Linked DNA regions of Sus scrofa: regions 1 and 2 are each linked to region 3. Evidence: chromatin contacts called from public HiChIP or PLAC-seq data. All regions are on one chromosome and are shown on one strand. Each heading gives the region's core, a stretch centred on a gene start, on an enhancer-like site or on the middle of the called end of the contact. The rest is flanking DNA. Distances are from core to core; before and after follow the strand shown. Region 1 has its middle 52 kb from the start of SLC25A33. Region 2 overlaps GPR157 (G-protein coupled receptor 157). Region 3 overlaps H6PD (GDH/6PGL endoplasmic bifunctional protein).

Evidence for each region. HiChIP or PLAC-seq counts read pairs in DNA pulled down with a chosen protein or histone mark.
Region 1: an H3K27ac HiChIP or PLAC-seq map of alveolar macrophages shows a contact between it and region 3. The contact joins two enhancer-like sites. A contact is called at or near these places in 2 of 47 Hi-C or Micro-C datasets (embryonic fibroblasts and omental adipose tissue) and 2 of 2 datasets of contacts at active chromatin or transcription factors (alveolar macrophages and skeletal muscle).
Region 2: an H3K27ac HiChIP or PLAC-seq map of alveolar macrophages shows a contact between it and region 3. The contact joins two enhancer-like sites. A contact is called at or near these places in 1 of 47 Hi-C or Micro-C datasets (embryonic fibroblasts) and 2 of 2 datasets of contacts at active chromatin or transcription factors (alveolar macrophages and skeletal muscle).

What each region holds. Positions count from the first base shown.
Region 1 is chr6:69,881,441-69,884,733 of Sscrofa11.1, reverse strand. No RefSeq gene overlaps it. Among named protein-coding and RNA genes, the nearest start is that of SLC25A33, 52 kb to the left of the region's middle. Within about 2 kb of position 1,528, at least 17 of the 83 cell types and tissues checked have an H3K27ac peak or open chromatin away from gene starts, as enhancers often do. A contact at or near this core is called in alveolar macrophages and omental adipose tissue, where this site is marked.
Region 2 is chr6:69,562,562-69,565,962 of Sscrofa11.1, reverse strand. GPR157 (G-protein coupled receptor 157) reads left to right here. Exons shown (of 4, transcript XM_021095284.1): 2 at 777-989. Among named protein-coding and RNA genes, the nearest start is that of GPR157, 17 kb to the left of the region's middle. Within about 2 kb of position 1,257, at least 5 of the 83 cell types and tissues checked have an H3K27ac peak or open chromatin away from gene starts, as enhancers often do. A contact at or near this core is called in alveolar macrophages, where this site is marked.
Region 3 is chr6:69,694,783-69,697,966 of Sscrofa11.1, reverse strand. It overlaps H6PD (GDH/6PGL endoplasmic bifunctional protein), which reads right to left. Exons shown (of 5, transcript XM_021095286.1): 5 at 1-3,184. Among named protein-coding and RNA genes, the nearest start is that of SPSB1, 24 kb to the left of the region's middle. Within about 2 kb of position 1,521, at least 18 of the 83 cell types and tissues checked have an H3K27ac peak or open chromatin away from gene starts, as enhancers often do. A contact at or near this core is called in alveolar macrophages and omental adipose tissue, where this site is marked.

The DNA.
Region 1 (3,293 bases), core at 279-2,778, 190 kb before region 3:
GTGCCAAGGACGTCTTGTTCACCAGCTGTACCTGTTTTCCTCCCGGCTTTGGGTGGTGGAAGGGGGCTGTGCTGCGTGGGGTGTGAGGCTGAAGTCGACTGTTCCCAAAGGCTCGGAAGCTGGATTTCCATCATCACTTGGCACCAAAGATGCGCAGAGGCCGCCGCTGTGAAAGGGCTGGTCTCGGGGAAGAGCTGTTGGTGCTGGAATTGTGAAGGGGAAAGGGGGTTTTGGCTCATACTCTGGGCCTTATAAACCCTTCATGCTGGGGTCTGGGCAGAGCCCAGAGCTGCCTTGGGGCTCTCCCAGAATGCGCATGCATGAGCTTCGGAGTCAATGGGAGTTTGAATCCAATCTCTCCTCCTCCGGTTGCCTGGCATCAGCTGGCTACGGTGGGACCAGGGCCTCTGGTCCCTGGACAGGGCACAGGGAGTGCTCTCTCTGGCTGAGCGGAGCTCTGGGCTCCTGCTCGAGCCGGGGACGAGCTCCACCCGCAGGTCCGATCTGAACGATGTTTCAGGGATTCTCAGGACATGCTTCTGGACCTGCCTGCATCCAGTCACCTGAGGTTCAGCATCCTGTGTCTCATGCAGACCCTGGCTCCACCTTCCCGACTAGCCGACTGGGTCAGACCCTCTGAGAGGGATTTTACAAAGTCCTTTTTGGGATTCGCTCATAAACTGAAGTTACAGAGTGACTGGAGGATGGGACCATGTTTTGCTCTTGAGAGCTGAGCATTTCCCTCCTGCCGGGACGTGCAGAGGAGGAATTCCCGCAGGTGCTGGGGCTCCGGCAAAAATGTTGCAGGGGGTGGAGTTCCTTTGCGATGCAGTGAGTTAAAGATGCGGCATGGACTCAGATCCCGAGGTGCTGTGGCCAGCAGCTCCAGCTCCAGTTTGACTCCTAGCCTGGGAACTTTTTTTTTTGTCTTTTTGTCTTTTCTAGGGCCGCTCCCGCGGCATATGGAGGTTCCCAGGCTAGGGGTCCAATCAGAGCTGTAGCCGCCGGCCTACGCCACAGCCACAGCAACGCGGGATTCGAGCCATGTCTGCCACCTACACCACAGCTCATGGTAACGCCGGATCGTTAACCCACTGAGCAAGGCCAGGGATCAAACCTGCAACCTCATGGTTCCTAGTCAGATTCGTTAACCACGGAGCCACGATGTGAACTCCTAGCCTGGGAACTTTCTTATGCCACGGCTGTAGCCCTAAAAAGCAAAAAATAAAAAAAAAAAAAAGGACATACAGTTAATATATGGTAAGGCCTTGATAAACATTCACCGTTATCCCTGTGCCTCCTTCCCCCGTAGGAGCCTCAGCAGTGGGTCCAGGGTGCACCCGGCCCCGCAGGTGCCCTGCCTCGCTGCTCAGCCTCCTGGCTTCCTGGGGCTGGTACCCGCCCCCTCCCCTGGCTCCGGGGGTGGGGGCTGGAACGGGAACAAGGAGGGGGCCAGAAGGGCAGGCCAAGGGTCAAGAATGTGAACCGCTATGAATCATGGCACGTGGGCCAGTGGCTGCCTGCTGACACATCACACCCCAGGCCAGGACAGCGGTGACCTCATCCTGGTGTCCAACACGCAGGGCCCCTCCCGGCACCGCCCGATGCTCCAACGTTGTCCAGAGGGAGCAGTCTGCACCCCACCCTTGCCCAAATGTGTGTGCTTTTCCCACCCCTGCGCACGCAGCAGGACAAGCCGATGGGCCGAGCCAAGCCGGGAGTGGAGGTTTATTATGTGGATGCTTTGGAATGGGCGAGGCAAACAGTTTCCACTGCCCTGCGGGCAGCAGCATCGTAAATCCTGGAAGAGGCATCGTGCATCTGCCACAGCTGCGTGGGGAGAGGGTGACAGGATGGGCTTCACGGGGACTCGTTGCCAGGGCTGGCGTCCCCTTCTCTCCCAGATGGGGAAACTGAGGCTCTGCGTGGCCAAGGACCTGCTGTGCACCTCCAAGTCCAAGAGCGGTCCTGCAGCAGAGCCCGGCATGGAACCGAGAATTTATCTCTGGTGAACTTCAGTTCACTTCCCAGACCTGGTCCTCCTTTTCTCAGCCACTGCTGCGAATCTCAGTTCCTCTGCTCCTGGGTCTGGGGTGTGCCCTGTGGAGTCAGAGCCGTGGGGTCCTGGGCTCTAGAAACAACAATTTTTTTTTTCTTTTTATGACTGCACCTGTGGCATATGGAGGTTCCCAGGCTAGGGGTTGAATCGGAGCTGCAGCTGCCCGCCTACACCACAGCTCACAGCAACACCGGATCCTTAACCCCCTGAGCAAGGCCAGGATGGAACCCAGATCCTCACAGGCAGTATCTCGGATTCTTAACCCAATGAGCCACAGCGGGAACTCCTAGAAACAACACCGAAGTTCTGAAAATGAGGGTTGTCTATCTTCTGCAGTGATTGGAGCTCCTAGAACTCCCTCCGTGCCCATCCCACCTTCAGAAAATTTTCCCCAGGTTCTGGATCTGGGTTCCTGGCCACCATTCTTTCAGCCAGACGGCTGTCAGCAAGAATTTTAGGAGAGTGGGTCCCTGAGTGTCCTGCGTACACGCAGCCCCTAACCTGTCCTCGGAGTCCCCGCAGGAGGGACCAACAGGCTTCCTGGCAGCTGAGCCAAGTCCTTGCCTGGGCTTTGCCTGGGCATCTGGAACAACTGGCAGGGCCACTTTGAGCTCCCCAAGGCTCCCGTGTGTTTATTTAACCGTCATAACTTGAAGCCAATATTTAAGCATCACCAAGGCAACAGCCCAAATCTCCCAGCCCTTGGCCCCCAGCCAGCCCCAAGGGGACAAGGGGAGGAGGGGACCAAGGAAAAGTGAGTCAACCGTCCCCCCACCCCCCAACCACCTGGGAAAACAGTGACCCAAAAAACAGATCCCAGCTTCTCTTACAGGGTAATTGTGCTTTTTTTTTTTTTGGTGGGCCTACGGCACAGCGCTTTGCACACAGAGCAAACAGAATGCAGCAGGACCCCTGCCCCCATACTGTATTTGGTTTTTGCCCCAGTGGTTGGAGGTGATAGGCTTTTCAAACATTTTATTGACATTTAATATACATGAGGAACGTGGACAAGTTATAAGGGTACAGGTTTTTTTTGGCCAACCGAACGCTCCCTTCCACCCCTCCCCCGATTAAGAGCAGTGCCCCAAAGGGCTCCGGTCCCCCGTCCTCGTCACTACATCCCCAGGGTGACCATTATTCCAGCTGCTCAGAGTTTTGCCTGTTTTTACACTTCACACGAATGGAAGCATGAGGCTGGGTTCCACCGTGGGTTGAAGCCCACAGCGTGGTTTAA
Region 2 (3,401 bases), core at 8-2,507, 130 kb after region 3:
CCAAGGGGCCACGTAGCTTGTGTGTGTGGTTAAACCCACCCCGACAATTTAAAAGGCAGGGCTGGGTGAGGAGGCTGGTATGGGGACCACTGAGGGGGGCATGGCCCTAATCCCAGCTGTGTTGCTATTGCTGTAACCTCTAGAAAAGTCAGCCTGGCACTGCCTGAGATTGGGGGTCTGGTGGCCCTTGGGGTCCTCGCCAAGGCCTGTCCCTCCCCATAGAGCAAGGAGGCCTCAGGACTGGGGAGACATGTCTGCCCAGAGCCCCTCTTCCCTCTTTTGGTTCCTGTCGCAGGTGCGTGGAGCCTGGAATCCCCCACCCAGACAACTGCAAGCCTAGCATGTGCCCCCGCCAGACCCAGGCCGGCCCTGGAGGCCTGAGTGTTGGTGGGGTGCGTGGATGAGGCTTGCATGTGGGGGCTGGCGCACGCAGGCTGGTGCAAAGGCCCCTGGGTGCCGGAGGGAGCTGCCACCCCGGCCACAGCATCCTAGCACCAGTCTCCAGGGAGCCTGGCAGTTCTGGAAGCAAACCCGGCCTCTGAGGGGTTTGGGGGTCGGGTGAGGGTCTGGCCAGACAGGTGGTCAGCACGTCCCCTGTGTCCTCCTCCCTGGGCTCTGCAGGACCCCCTGCCCACCTTTTCTCCAGGGACACGGTCTGCTCCAGGCTCCGGAAGACCATCCTCCTTGCGGGCAGAGCGTCCTGGTCACTTCACCCTCACTGGCTGTGCCGGAGCCAGGCCTGACCTCACCGCCTCCATGTGCTCCTTACTCCTCAGCTGGGGGTCCCGCTGGCCATCACCATGGCAGCTGTGGCCCTAAAGAAGATTGGCTACGATGCCTCGGATGTGTCGGTGGGCTGGTGCTGGATCAACCTGGAGGCGGAGGACTACGTCCTGTGGATGCTACTGACCGGGAAGCTGTGGGAGATGCTGGCCTACATCATGCTGCCCCTGCTCTACCTTCTCGTCCGGAAGCACATCAGCAGAGCGGTAGGCACCCTTCGGGGCCCTGTGCAGAGCTCTGTGTGGCCACTGGGTCCTGGCATCGGGGTCAGCCACCCAGGTCGAGGAACAGGCCAGAGTGACAAAGGGTGACACTGAATTAGGAGCATGGTGGGCGGGTCCTGCCGTAACTGCGGGTGTGGGTCGAGGAAGCAGGGGTTCACCAAGGCTAGGGTGACAGTCTCCCCCAACTCGCCCGGCTCTGCATGCGCGCGGCTGTGGGATCCTGGAGGCTGAGCCACAGCGCTCTACTGCCCCCTCCTGGACAGACTGCTGTGGTCGCTTAACCCTGAGAGGAATGCAGGTGAAAGATGAGCAGTATTCAAATAAAAATTGAACTGGCATGTCCCGGGGAGGAGAGGCCATGGAATTTCATAATCACTGATACAGATAACTCACTTCATTATCTTTGGTGGTTCAACTATCCACGGTCGACTTTTCAGGCTCTCAAGCATTCGTAAATCAATACGCGGGGCTGGCCAGTGGTCTTGGAAACTAATAACAACTTGGGCTGGCCAGAACTTCTAGGAGAGGATGGTTTTCCTCTGATAATCTGGCCAAATTGTTTTTTGTTCTGGACAACCGGTTCAAGATGTCAAGTAAATGAAGTTAAAAATAATAGCTTACACATAGTGAGCACTGATTTTTAACACCATTAATTAATTAATTAAAAAAATTTTTTTTGTCTTTTGTCTTTTTAGGGCTGCACCCACGGCATATGGAAGTTCCCAGGCTAGGGGTCCAATCAGAGCTGGAACTGCCAGCCTACACCACAGCCATAGCAACTTGGGATCCGAGCCGCATCTGTGACCTACACCACAGCTCATGGCAATGCCAGATCCTTAACCCACTGAGAGAGCCCTGGGATGGAACTAGTTGGGTTCTTAACCTGCTGAGTCACCGCGGGAACATCCTTAGTGCGTTTTATTTTTTATTTTTTATTTTTTTATTTTTTGTCTTTTTTTTTTTGCCATTTCTTGGGCCGCTTCCATGGCATATGGAGGTTCCCAGGCTAGGGGTCAAATTGGAGCTGTAGCTGCCAGCCTACGCCAGAGCCACAGCAACGCAGGATCCGAGCCGAGTCTGCAATCTACACCACAGCTCATGGGCAACGCCGAATCGTTAACCCACTGAGCAAGGCCAGGGATCGAACCCTCAACCTCATGGTTCCTAGTCGGATTCGTTAACCACTGCGCCACGACGGGAACTCCCCTTAGTGCGTTTTAATTGAGCATCTCCTATGCAGTTCGAGTTTGTTCGTTTCTTTTTTTTCTTTCTTTTTTTTTTTTTTTTTGGCTTTTCTAGGGCCACTCCCTTGGCATATGGAGGTTCCCAGGCTAGGGGTTGAATCGGAGCTGTAGCCGCCGGCCCACGCCACAGCCACAGCAATGCAGGATCCGAGCTGCGTCTTCGACCTACACTACAGCTCACGGCAACGCTGGATCCTTAACCCACTGAGCGAGGCCAGGGATCGAACCTGCAACCTCATGGTTCCTAGTCGGATTCGTTAACCACTGAGCCGTGATGGGAACTCCAAGTTTGCGAGTTTCTAATGAGAACTCAAATCCTGCCCGAGAGGAGGCAGAAGTGTCATTACGATGGAAGGTAAACCAGGATGTGGCTGGAGCAGTAACACAGGTTTACGTGACAGACTTCAAGCTCATCCTGCTGGTGTGGTGCCTGTGTTTCTCTCTTGGTCTGAGTTTTCAAGGCTGAAATTGTAGGCGAGTGGTCCTTTCAGGGTGTGCTGCTGGCTTGGCGGCCACTGCCAAGTGTCTAGGCTGCTCCCCGTAGCTGTGTGACACCAGACCCCTACCCTGTATGCCCAGCTGTGCCTCAGGGGACACACACTTCTGGTTCTCTTTTTACTCTGGAATTTACCTGATTCTCACTCCTCCCTGCTGCCCTCTTCTGGCTGAGCTTGGAGTTGTTGACAGAGATGCTGGCAGGGCTTACCAATTGGTGTGAGATCCTCTTTGTGGTCTTTTTTTTTTTTGGTCTTTTTGTCTTTTAGGGCCGTACTGGTGGCATATGGAGGTCCCCAGGATAGGGGTCCAATTGGAACTGTAGCCACCAGCCTATGCCAGAGCCACAGAAACACAGAATCTGAGCTGCATCTGCGACCTACACCACAGCTCATGGGAACACTGGATCCTTAACCCACTGAGTGAGGCCAGGGATCGAACCTGCATCCTCATGGATCCAAGTCCCGTTCGTTAACCGCTGAGCCACGACGGGAACCCCCTCTTTGTCTTCTTAGGACTTTTTATTTTTTTAACTTTTTTTTCTTTATAGGGCTCCACCTGTGGCATATGCAAGTTCCCAGGCTAGGGATTGGATCCGACCTACAGCTGCTGGCCAGTGCTGACCTACAGCTGCTGGCCAGTGCTATAGCTACAG
Region 3 (3,184 bases), core at 272-2,771:
TGGGAACCTCCATATGCCTCAGGTGCAGCCCCCAAAACACAAAAGACCAAAAAAAAAAAAAAAAAAAGTCTTTTTCCGAAAACTTCCTTGTAGAAAACGGTCCCTCAAGCTTCTGTGCAAGCCTCTCCTTGCTTCCTCTATCATGCTATCCCCAGCTTCTGGACAATCGGGAAGGGGAAAGCTCTCAAATCAGGCAGACCAAGCCTGTGCGTTCTGGAAAGACAGCCCTGGAGGGAAGAGTCTGACCGTCGCCCCCTGGCAGAGGGCATGGGCTGTGGAGCTAAACTGAAGGCCCAGGAGCAGGACTCACACTCCGTCCACAGAGAAATGAGAGGCAGGGCAGGTCAGCAAGACTACGGATGCTAACAGCGCTGAGCAGCAAAGCTTGCTTCTGGAGCAAAGTCGGAATCTAGCTTACAGCAACCTGGGAAGCCCCTGAGATCGGGCCCAGCAGCCAACGGAACTAATGCCTGCTCCAGAGATGGGATGTGACGAGGCCTCCCTGCTGCCTTTCTTGGGCCACAGGGCGCAGGCGGGCCTCTGACCTGGGGTCCCCTCAGGGAGGCTGGGCTCTGGGCACCGCGGCTGGGAGGTAGGTGGCCGTGCAGGATGGCTAGGAACACCCACCCAGAACCCCGAAGCCTTGGGCTGCACGTCTGGCTCAGAACTGCTGGCCTGCTGCCATTTAGACAAGACCAGTTTCAGTTTCAAAATGATCAGTAAATGAGGATCCATCCACCTCCTCAAAGGAGGGCTGAAAAGATGAAACAAGACCACGAGGGCAAAACGCTCAGGACTGAGCCTGGTACCCATGGCCCCTCTGTAAGGGACACAGCGTCGTGGCTCCCACAAGCCCCAGGCTCCTGGTTGGCGTGTCTTCACCCCCTGCTCCCGGCCCCCGCAGACGGAGCCAGGAATGGGAAGCCTGGCTACCAGTCCCAGTGCCGTCAGGTGAGAGCTGGGTGCCCGTGCCCCCTTCCAAACCTCGGGGCGGGGGGCTCGGCTGATACCACAGGGTAAAGTCGGGTTAGAGCAGCACTTTTCCAACCACGTGTCATCTTGATTTAGCAAATGACAGGCAGCATTTAAAAAAAAAAAATGAAACATAGAAAAGAGAAGGTATCTGGAAGTCTCAGGGTGAGAAGTCCTTTGTGAAACTTCGGCTCGAGATGCAGATTTCTGTGCCCCTGGCCCATGATGCAAAGTGTGTTTCTTGCTGTGGATCATGGTCCAAAAAGCTTGAAAACCACCGGCAGAGGTGGCCCAGTTCAGAGAACTCTCCTTCCTGGCAGAGGGTGAGGCAGGGACAGCGGGGCCGAGCGGCCAGAAGCAGGATTTCAGACAGGGTCTCCCAGTGGGCTTTTCTGGTGTGGCTTTAAGACAGCGCTTGATTCCGTAAAGGAGACCTTGGCCCTTTCTGTCCCCACCCCGTCCCCCCCCACGGGCTCTCCACCGATGCAGGCGCCGTTTTGAGGCAAGGAGCTCTTCTGAGAATAGGACATGCCAGGCTCAGGCTCACCGTGACTCACTATTATTCAGAAACAGTGACATCAGGCGTCTGCTTGCTCCTTGTCCCGCAGTGACACTATCTCTTTGGTGGCGCAACCGCAGAGGAAGAAGTTCCTGAGGAACTGGTAGGGGGAGGGGTGCCCAGCACCAAGGGCCCAGGGAGGCAGATGATGGAAACGCAAAGAACAGGGCGGAACCTGCCAAGGGGGGCACTGCCACCGAGGCCCAGAGCCCAGACCGAAGGGGTGGGGCAAGGGCGCCCCCACGTGGCCAGAGGTGGCACCTGGCCTGCAACCAGGGGTCCGCTCCTGCACCTGGGCCCACCAAGCGCATCAAAGCTAAGATGCCTACTCTTGGAAAGTGAGGAGATGTGTTGACCCGGGCACTTTGTTCTGTTCTGCCAAGGTGAGCTCTTGGCATAGAGAGAGGTGCCCTGTCTGGCCTGGGGCGCTGGAGGCCAGGGGAAGCCAAATTTCAAGCAGTGCCATCATATGCAGAGCCTGTCCAGCTAGGTGCCCATCTCACATACGCTCATCTCAGAGGAAAGCAAGAATTCTTATAAATTCTTTTTTTTTTTTTTTTTTTTTTTTTTTTGTCTTTTTGCCTTTTCTAGGGCCGCACCCGCGGCATATGGAGGTTCCCAGGCTAGGGGTCCAATCGGAGCTGTAGCCACTGGCCTACGCCAGAGCCACAGCAACGCAGGATCTGAGCCGTGTCTGCAACCTACACCACAGCTCACGGCAACGCCGGATCCTTAACCCACTGAGAGAGGCCAGGGATCAAACCCGCAACCTCATGTTTCCTAGTCGGATTCATTAACCACTGAGCCATGACAAGAATTCCGATAAATTCTTAAAGCAGAATAAACAGGCTTGAGAAAAGTGTAAAACAATCAAAAGTAGAGAAGCAGATTTTGTGATGCTTCTCCTCCCCCAGGAAAGCCCTTGGTGTGACCTTGGCACTTTGTGTCTGCCAGATCAGATGCATCTGCCTGATACAAACCCTTAACTGTAAGACAGGGAAGAGGTTATACAGAAAAACCTGTCTTACCCTTTATCGCCATGTCTTGGGGGCCTGGCTCTGTGGGACACTGAATAAAAATGAAATGGGCATCCCGGAGATCCCTGGTGGCTAGTAGCAGTAAAAGATTTGGCGTGGTCACTGCTGTCACTCGGGTTTGATCCCTGGCCTGGGAACTTCTGCCTGCCCATGGGCGTAGCCAAAAAAAAAAAAAAGTAAATGCATCCTGAGAATTTTGAAATCTTTAAAAAGAATTTCAGAGACACCTGCCTTGGGGCATCTCAGGAAAAAAAAAAAAAACATGTTTCAGAAAAACAGGTATTATTGGCCCATAGCTCCTTAGAAGCAGAGCACCCGACCTGTTCTTTAAAGAGAAGCTGTGTTGGTTTCCCCAGGTCTTCAGCATGTGCTGGTGGTGAGGCGAGGGCCGGCTGGAGGGACCGGCGGGCAGGAGCTGGAGGCCACCATGAGATAGCAGGAGGAGGGGAGGCTGCAGCCGCCCCCCTTGGTGCTGAGCTGGTCCAAGGTCCCGGCACACGGGAAGCCTCCCTTGACTAACCCAGCCTCCGCACCCCTGCTCATGGGCGGAGCTTCCAAACCGTCTCTCCCTTTGTGCTGGTTGATATTCACGTGTGGCTGCTGCAGGTCTTCTCTC